Regions from separate parts of the Mus musculus genome. Here all the other regions are linked to region 1. The links are chromatin contacts, called in public Hi-C and HiChIP or PLAC-seq maps. All regions are on one chromosome and are shown on one strand. The core of a region is the stretch at or near the end of the contact, and the rest is flanking DNA. Distances in the headings are between cores, read along the strand shown. Region 1 has its middle 15 kb from the start of Gm32137. Region 2 overlaps Gm13986 (predicted gene 13986). Region 3 overlaps 4930412B13Rik (RIKEN cDNA 4930412B13 gene).

Evidence for each region. A called contact is a pair of places that touch in the nucleus more often than the background predicts. HiChIP or PLAC-seq counts read pairs in DNA pulled down with a chosen protein or histone mark.
Region 2: a Hi-C map of embryonic fibroblasts shows a contact between it and region 1, with 5 times the contacts expected there. The contact joins two enhancer-like sites. A contact is called at or near these places in 1 of 15 datasets of contacts at CTCF or cohesin (the NIH/3T3 cell line), 3 of 484 Hi-C or Micro-C datasets (adipose-derived mesenchymal stem cells and embryonic fibroblasts) and 1 of 115 datasets of contacts at active chromatin or transcription factors (embryonic fibroblasts).
Region 3: an H3K27ac HiChIP or PLAC-seq map of embryonic fibroblasts shows a contact between it and region 1, with 12 times the contacts expected there. The contact joins two enhancer-like sites. A contact is called at or near these places in 6 of 484 Hi-C or Micro-C datasets (the C2C12 cell line, adipose-derived mesenchymal stem cells, embryonic fibroblasts and 1 more) and 2 of 115 datasets of contacts at active chromatin or transcription factors (the NIH/3T3 cell line and embryonic fibroblasts).

Annotation. Positions count from the first base shown.
Region 1 is chr2:117,453,783-117,456,559 of GRCm38.p6, reverse strand. No RefSeq gene overlaps it. Among named protein-coding and RNA genes, the nearest start is that of Gm32137, 15 kb to the right of the region's middle. Within about 2 kb of position 1,344, at least 13 of the 459 cell types and tissues checked have an H3K27ac peak or open chromatin away from gene starts, as enhancers often do. A contact at or near this core is called in embryonic fibroblasts, where this site is marked.
Region 2 is chr2:117,949,824-117,952,600 of GRCm38.p6, reverse strand. The region is part of intron 8 of Gm13986 (predicted gene 13986); the gene reads left to right. Among named protein-coding and RNA genes, the nearest start is that of Gm25308, 130 kb to the left of the region's middle. Within about 2 kb of position 1,445, at least 50 of the 459 cell types and tissues checked have an H3K27ac peak or open chromatin away from gene starts, as enhancers often do. A contact at or near this core is called in embryonic fibroblasts, where this site is marked.
Region 3 is chr2:117,880,824-117,883,600 of GRCm38.p6, reverse strand. All of the region lies in intron 3 of 4930412B13Rik (RIKEN cDNA 4930412B13 gene), which reads right to left. The region is part of intron 8 of Gm13986 (predicted gene 13986); the gene reads left to right. Among named protein-coding and RNA genes, the nearest start is that of 4930412B13Rik, 60 kb to the right of the region's middle. Within about 2 kb of position 1,325, at least 38 of the 459 cell types and tissues checked have an H3K27ac peak or open chromatin away from gene starts, as enhancers often do. A contact at or near this core is called in embryonic fibroblasts, where this site is marked.

The DNA of each region.
Region 1 (2,777 bases), core at 95-2,594:
CATGGGGACTCGTGCATGCCGTGCGGAGGCTTTCCCTCATCACACCAGGGAGCAAAGGCATCCGGCCATCTCAGTGTCATTTTCAATATTATCTATAATGATGAAAAATTGGGGGAAGAGAGAGAGGGAGGGAGTTCTCTATATGAGGCACAGGAATCCTGTACAGACGCAAGTAGTCATGCAGAACACTTTGTCCTTAGGAAGTCTGCTAGCTCTGTAAACACAGATGGCCATGCTGTTGAGAACGACCTCTCTGAGGGCTTCGCTAGCAAACTGAAAGACACTACGCCCCATCTCATAATTTTCTATGTCACCATGACTATCCATGTGGGTACAACCAATGTCTGTCTTGGAACACTTTCCTTCTGGTGTCTGGAATCCACAAGCTCTTGTTCTCTTCAAACTTGAAAGCTTTTGTCACTTTGACCTTGGGTGTCTTACAACCACACTCAAGCCAACCGAGTTAATTGGCTTAGATGTGCTTAAGACTGGCGCAAAGCCCCTCACTCCCTGCCCAGCATAGCAACACTCTATTTCTAAAAACAGCCTGTGGGAAATTTACAAGGTCATGCTCACATTATTTACATGCAAATGAGAAAAGAAAATATATTCCAAAAGGGCATACTTTAAATACAAATGCTAGAAGACCTTACAAATACATACGAGAGACAGACAGTCTGTTAGCTTCCTCTCAAGATGCCCCAGAAAGGGAGCCAACTGCCTGAGCAGTCACAAAGGGTGTGGACAAACCCCATGATTCATGGCACCAAATATTTTATTTATGTTAATTTTTATAGAAAGAAATGTTTTCCTGACATTTAAATTATTGAATATAAACATGATGTAAAATATATGCATTTCTAAAAGCCCATTTGTATACAGTCACTGTATGTTGGTTTTGGAGCAGGAAGAAAGCCCAGGAATTCTGGGAACAGGAATGCATAGCACATATTTAGTCTGCAAAGCTCAGGCTCGCTGTGAGGCTCAGAGCCCATGACTTCAGGGCAGAATTCAAAGTCAGCACTTCATTATCTTTCAGCCATAGTTAGATGTTAATTTTTACTTTAAGAATTTCATTTGAAAAAAAATGCGATAGTCAATTAATTCTACTGTTTAAAAATGGCCTGTTTTAAGCAGTTATTGGAATTAATCTTTAAAATGCAACTAAAGACATTTGTTAATAATGGGTAAATTCTAAACAGTGTGTAACATTCAGATAAACCAAATTTGATTTATAAAATTAACAGATGTTTTCAACAGCCTGGTAGATCTAAAGGTACATGATCCAGGTTCTCTGAAAAGGGCCTGTCCTGCTGTGTTGAGAGAAAAGTTGGTGTACACCACCATCTTCTGGTCAGGTTCATGTATGAAACAAGAGTGTTCTCTGCACAGCAGGGAAAGCGGAGGGTCTCAGGAGGGACACTTCCAATGTCTTTAAAGTGCACATCAAGTCGGAAGAGACTTCCACATATTAAACCTAAAAAATGAAAGTATGATGTGTACTTTGGGAAGCCCTCAAGATGTAATTGGTGCTTAATATTCAAACTACAGCACAATAACATCTAAACACTAGGAAGAATCTGAAGGATTTAAAATGAAAAAACAACCAAGACAAAAACAAAAAAAACCTCTGCAATAATATGTAAAAGAAGCTTTGACTAGAGCAGTAGAAGGATAAAAACAGAGTGAGCTTTTAAAACTATGAAAATAATAGACTATGGGGGACATGAACAGAGTTGTATAAAAATGGCAACCAGGATGGCTGATTAACTTTGGTAACAGCATGTGCTGTAGAACTGACTAATGGGGACAGGTAATTAAGCCCCATTGTGATGCTTGCATAAAATTATTTTAGATATTCTATGGGGATTGATTCCAACCATTCCAAATCCCACTCCATAATGCTGCGAGTGAGCACACAGGCACACACACACACATGCACACATGCACATACATGCACACAAATGGTTTTTTAAATAAACTGAGAGCACACAAATAAGCTGGCCCCAGTGGCTCTCTGGTTCTGTTCCTGCCTGAGGAATGCAGCACCAGTTTGCTATGTAATAGCATGGAAACATGGTCATGTGAAATAAGGCAGAGAGTCAGAGAACCTGCTGTAAAAGACAATGCTAAGTCATTTGGTTTCAATATTAGTTTGCTTATTTTAAATTTATATGCAGGTGTGTATAAAACAGATAAATTTGGATATCAATACTTATCCATTGTGGAGAAACAGCTCTTTGGACATGTGAACCTTTATTTTAAAGAGGATTCTTTTGAGCTCCTTGAAACTCTGAGCTCCTGGGTGAGTTGAAAGCAAGTTGGTGATTAAGAGCATAGGCTCCCCAGCTTGATGACTGGGTTCTACATCAGCTCCATCTACATCTGGTTTCTAGCTGTGTGACTTCAGAAAATCGATTCAGAATCTCTATGTATCTCTGCCCTTATCTGTGAATAGATCATATTTTATATTCAAGTGCCTCGCTGTGGGGTCACAAAGATTCATAGGCACCTGTGGTTGATGCTCACCTGGCACCAAAGCTGGCCCTCACACACTGTGGGAAGGCTTCTACCAAGGCCAGGTGAATGAGGAGGAAGCACCTGGACCAGGTAGAACATCTGGCCTTGGTAGATGGAAGGCAATGTTAATGCTTGATGTTTGCTTGAAAAGCAAATTAAAGTTTCTCTTCAGAAAATGGAGGAAGACATCATGAGTGCTGTTACTTAGGAACAGTCTTTCTCCCTTTCACCTCATTCAGAATTCAGAAGTTGTTTTA
Region 2 (2,777 bases), core at 196-2,695, 500 kb before region 1:
AGGGACATCTGGGTTGTTTCAGTTTCTGCCTATTATGCCCAAGGCTGCTATGAACATAGTTGAGAAAGTGTCCTTGTGGGATGGTAGAGCATCTTTTGGGTAACATACCCAGGAGTAGTATAACTGGGTCTTAAGGTAGAACTATTCCCAATTTTCTGAGAAACTGCCAGACTGATTTCCGGAGTGGTTGTACAAAATTTGCATTTTCCTCTACAGACAACTAGTTAGACCAGCACCATTTGTTAAAGACACTTTCTTTGTTCCTTTGTATGGTTTTGGCTTCTTTGTCAAAAACCAAGTATCTGTAGGTATGTGGATTTGTTTTGGGGTCTTCAATTCTATTCCCTTAATTTATCTTTTTTAATGCCAATACCATGCATTTTTATTACTATTGCTCTGTAGTACAGCTTGAGATCAGGGATTGTGATACCCTGAGAAGCTCTTTTATTATATAGGATTATTATTATTATTATTATTTTGCTATCCTGGGTTTTTTATTTTTCCATATGAAATTGAGAATTGATCTTTCAAGGTCTATGTTAGAATTTTGATACTTTATGTTTGTGTAGCTTGGTGTTTTGTTGAACTTCTAACAGTGGCAGTGAGGAGTGTCTGACTCTTTTGCTTGTGCTTGGGACCCTTTTCCTCCTACTGGCTTGCCTCATCCAGCCTTGATATGAGGGTTTAGGTCTAGCTTTGTTGTGTCTTGTTAGGCCATGTAGGGAGGATATCCCTGGGATGCCTGCTCATTTTTGTTAAAGGGAAATGGAAGAGGAGTGGATCTGAAGGAGAAAAGAAGGGAGGAGAGGGACTGGGATTAGTGGATGGAGGGCAAACTGCATTCAAAATGTAATGTGTGAGAGAAGAATATAAGAAAATAAATAAATAACCTAGAAAATTTCAAGCCTGTACTGCTTGAGTGAGCAGAAACTAACTTATTTTGGGGTGTGTGGGGGAAAGAGGTTGGCACAGAGTTGGTATGGATAAGGCAGGAAGTGTACAAACCACAGGTTGGCACAAGCCTGTGAAAGCCATCTGCATGTCTTCAGACACCCCCAAAGGCATTTGTCACCCTGCCCCCACTTCCCTCCCAAAGCTGAAAGCCTGTGCATGTGCCCCAGGGATTGGGATCCCAGGAATGTACCTCATGCTAATAATCCTATAATCTTCTTGGGCTGGGCAGAGAGCAGAGGTATTCCCAAATAGGACAGTGCACTCGAGGTCTGCACGTTTTTGTGAAGTCAGGAGAGGAAAATGTATAATGAGAAAATATTCACAATTTTTATTCCTTTCCCTGGCTCTTTCCTTTCTCATTTTCTTCTTTCTTTTTCATTTCTCATGTACATCTTGTGGGATGGCATCTTGGCTCTAGTTCAGGTACATTGCAGTGTGGTGGTGGAGAAGGCCTGCGGTTAGCTAGGTTATCCTGAACAACAACAAAGAAACTAAATACCCACTTGGAGGTGGTCCAGATGTTTCCCAGCGAGTCTTGCCCTGCTATAAGGCACAGAAAGCCCATGCAAAGGAGCCTGGAAATGTGGTTAGACCTATTTATTTTTCAGCACAGGGGGAAATTAAAAGCAGAAATCTGAATTGCCATTGAGAGTTAATTCTGAGTTAATTAATCCAGGGAGCGACTGCCACAAGGACAGCTCAGTCTGTCTAAACCTGGGGCAAGAGAGCAGGGCCCACAGTCATCCTCCTGTTGCAGTGTTCCTGGGGAGCTTTTTGCTGTCTTAGCACACCTGGCTGTACAGATGGACTGTGCACACCTACTTTCTTGTCATGGAGTTATACAGTCATTGGTGGCTAGCAGGAAGCTATAAAGTGATAAATGACAGAAAATGAAAAAACTTATAAAGGATGGTAATTTGTAATAAGACCACGATATCTTAGTACACTTAGAGGTGAGTTTTAAAATCCTCTCTTTTCTAGTTCACTACACACAGAGGTTACAACTGGCTTAATGCCACCAGTGCCTGGCACACTGAAATCATCAATCAATGAACGGAGACTATTTTAATCTCTTTGTTCTTGAACTTTCTTTTCAGAGATCTTTGTTGAGGTTGTAGAAGTCTCCATGAGAGAATATTTATAACAGTCTCAGGTACTTTTATATTTTAAGCATATTTTAATGCATTTTACTTTAGAACTTAACTGCTGTTGGATACCTCTGTTCTGCTCTGTTCTCTGTAAAGCAAGGTGTGTGTGTGTGTGTGTGTGTGTGTGTGTGTGTGTGTGTGTGATACTCTCAATTGTGAGAGATCCAAGTGGGACACTACAAGCCCTGTGTAAATGAAAGAGTCACACAGTGGACTTTGTTGCAGAGGCAACAGTGTGAGTGATCCCTATACAATGCAGACATTTCCTTGTTATTCCTCCTTTTGCTGATGCCTCCCCTCCCATCTCTCTGCTTTTGTTTTTCTGTAATTTTTAATTTTAGAAATGTAGAACTCAAAAGCATGGGATTTTTTGCATCCTTTTTTCTTGCTTAGGTTGCCAGTGCATTTTCTTTTTCTTCTCTCTTTCGTCTGCTCTCTATCTTCTCTGTCTCTGTCTCTGGGTGTGCATTCTTCCTCTCTTTATTTCCTCATTACTGCTTCTTCAATAAGACATTTTAGATATGTTTCCTCTATGAAAACTTCATATAAAAAATACTGTGTCTAGTGTCATTGGCTCTTCTACAAACCTTTAAAAAAATTGTCCTTTCCAAGGAACCAAAGGTAATTTCCCCCCTAAGTTGGAGACATTGCTCATCTTTTCTTTTATTTGTTTAC
Region 3 (2,777 bases), core at 76-2,575, 430 kb before region 1:
GCTCAAATGTGTCCTTCATTGTGACCATGACTGTGTCCTTGCCATGCTCCGTGCTGACCCCTGAACCTTTCAGCATGCCAGCAAAGGTTGTTTCAAATTCTTCAAAAAAGCTTTGGGTTTTAGATGAATGGTTTTTAGTCATTAAATATGTGTCATTTCACAGTTGTTGCTAGTTTCTGAAGTCCCCAGGAACCTAAGTACTGGATCTGATGAGAGGGAGCTGCGGATGGGGGAGAGGAACCATTTTTAGGAAAGTTGAGTAGACACTGGTGAGCAAAACCCCCTCTTTAACTCAGAGCATGCCACCCCTAAATGTAATTCTTCTTCCTCAAATAAACAGTCTGTTGATTTGTAATTCATGCTTATGTATCCCAGTGATATGTCATGTATTAAATGATGGATCAGGCCAGAAAATACATTGGCTCAATAGTGGGTATCTTTTCTTCCTTGGGCTGGGTCAGACACCTGTCAACATGGCAGCTGGTGATGGGTTGACCACAAAGCCAGCTGCTCAGTTTCGCTTGGGAAATCCTCTTGTTTCATCAGTTTGGGGATGACCACAAACTGGAATTAAAAGTCTTGCTCACGGCTGGGACCTGAGCAGAATTCATGACACCCAATGTATATCATCCTGTCTATACACCTTTGGAGGGCAGTCACAGCCAATGAGCTGAAAAAGAAGGCATATGGATGTGTGTGTGTGTGTGTGTGTGTGTGTGTGTGTGTGTGAGAGAGAGAGACAGAGAGAGAGAGAGAGACAGAGAGAGAGAGAGAGAGAGTTAGTTTGTGCCTATGGTGTGTTTTACTGAAGTATTTAAAATTTCTTTACATAAATGAAATTGCAGTAAAATGTATAGATCTTACATTGTAAACTGTACATTTTGATTAAGATATAACATATGAACACAGATATTTCTCTATCCTAGATGGTTCTCACATAGTCAGTGTCACTGCATAAAGTCAGCCTCATTTTGACTTCCTTGCACCCTCATTAGCTTTGCTCATTTTTCTGTCACTGATGCTCACACAGCTGCCTGGTGTCTCACGATCCTCCCCATCTGACACGCATCTGTAGGGATCCACGCATGCTCTTGCTTGTTTCAGCATTTGATCCTCTTCTTTTTGTTGAGTCACATTGCATTGCAGAAAGATGCCATGGTTTGTTTGTCCATTTTCCTGAGAGACACCACAGTGCTTTTTGTTAGAGCTGCTCTGAATAAAGCCATAATGAGCATTCCTGGGCACAGTGCTTGGGGACATGTGTTTTCATTTCTCTGGGGGTGATCTCTGAGGAGAGGAATGGTAAGATCATGACTAACAGTTGTCGTTTTCATTTTAACCACACTAGGGGGTGTTGTGTGGTGTCTGTCTGAGCTTTGCCTCTGCACACCCCCGATGAGTAACAGTGTCAAGCATCTTTATGTCGTCTTTGGTGAAATAGCTAAGATGTTTGTCCCTTTACACTGGGTCTTTAAAACAGTCTTAATTTATCAGTGTTTTGATTATATACAAAATTACATGTACTTATGAAGTAAAATGACCATTTATTCATATAAAACTTGATAACAACAACTAACACAGGAGAATATTAACCAGAAATGTACGAGTATCAGCCTACTTTATTGCAGTTCTGTTTTCATATTTTAAAAGTATATATAATATATTAAATTGTTTTAAAATATGTGTTTAAAAATTACATATTACCCTACATGTATGTTAGTGTAGCGTGTGAATGCCTAGTAACTGCAGAAATCAGAAGTGGGCATCCAGTCCCCTGGAACTAGAGTGACAGCTGGTTGTAAGTTTCCATGTGGATGCTGGGAACCCAACCCATATCCTTTGCAACTGTCCTTAACCATCTCTCCAGGCCCATAGACACTCTTTATACAGCTTAAATGCATCCTTTGCCCAGCATATGCATTTTAATGCCTTAGTTTCAAGCCTTTTGCCTTCAGCTTTTATTCTTTTCCTTTCCCCTTCAGTAATTGCTCTGCAAACTCGTCCATATTCACTTGAACACAGTACTACTCCATGTGGAATGCAAGGGGCCCACCACAGCACACTGCCAGGTATCTTCCTTGTCGTTTTGACGGTTACTTTTGTATCATTTGCTACTGCACAGGTTACAGACCTCCAAAACCAAGGCTTTTGCTTTTACTTTTAATTTTTGCCTTAAATGCTTCCTCTCCTGGCTTGGCTTGATACAATCTAGAATCATCTGAGAGAAGACCATTCGTTGAAGAACTGCCTAGATAACGTTGGTGCCTGGGCATGCCTAGGAAGAGTTGGTTAATTGATGTCTGAGGGCCCAACCTACAGAATACAAAGAACTTCATTGGATCTGTAACCTTCTAGGATGGAGGGCTTCATGTCTAGGGGAGAGTCCACTGCTCTCTGTAAAGCCAGCCATCATTTATTGCTGGTTTGTCTGGTTCATTGAATTGTTTTCTGGGTATTTGCTTTCTTGAGATTTTTTGGAACTTATCAGCACATGTGATGTTTGGTTCTTCACCACTCCCTTCAATTTTCTTTCTGTCTTTCTCTGAGGCTCTGTGAGCATACATAATGATCGGGTGTGGCGTTCCCAGAGACTTCTTTCAATCATTTTTCTTTCAGCTCTGTCTTGGGTAATCCTCATGTTATTAAATTCAACAACAGGGCTCACAGGTTTTTTGTTTGTTTGTTTGGTTTTTTGTTTTGTTGCTAATGTTTCTGTTACTGTTGTTTTGACTAATTGCTCAGAGTCTGTCTGCACGGCTGGTGTCCCTGTGATATGG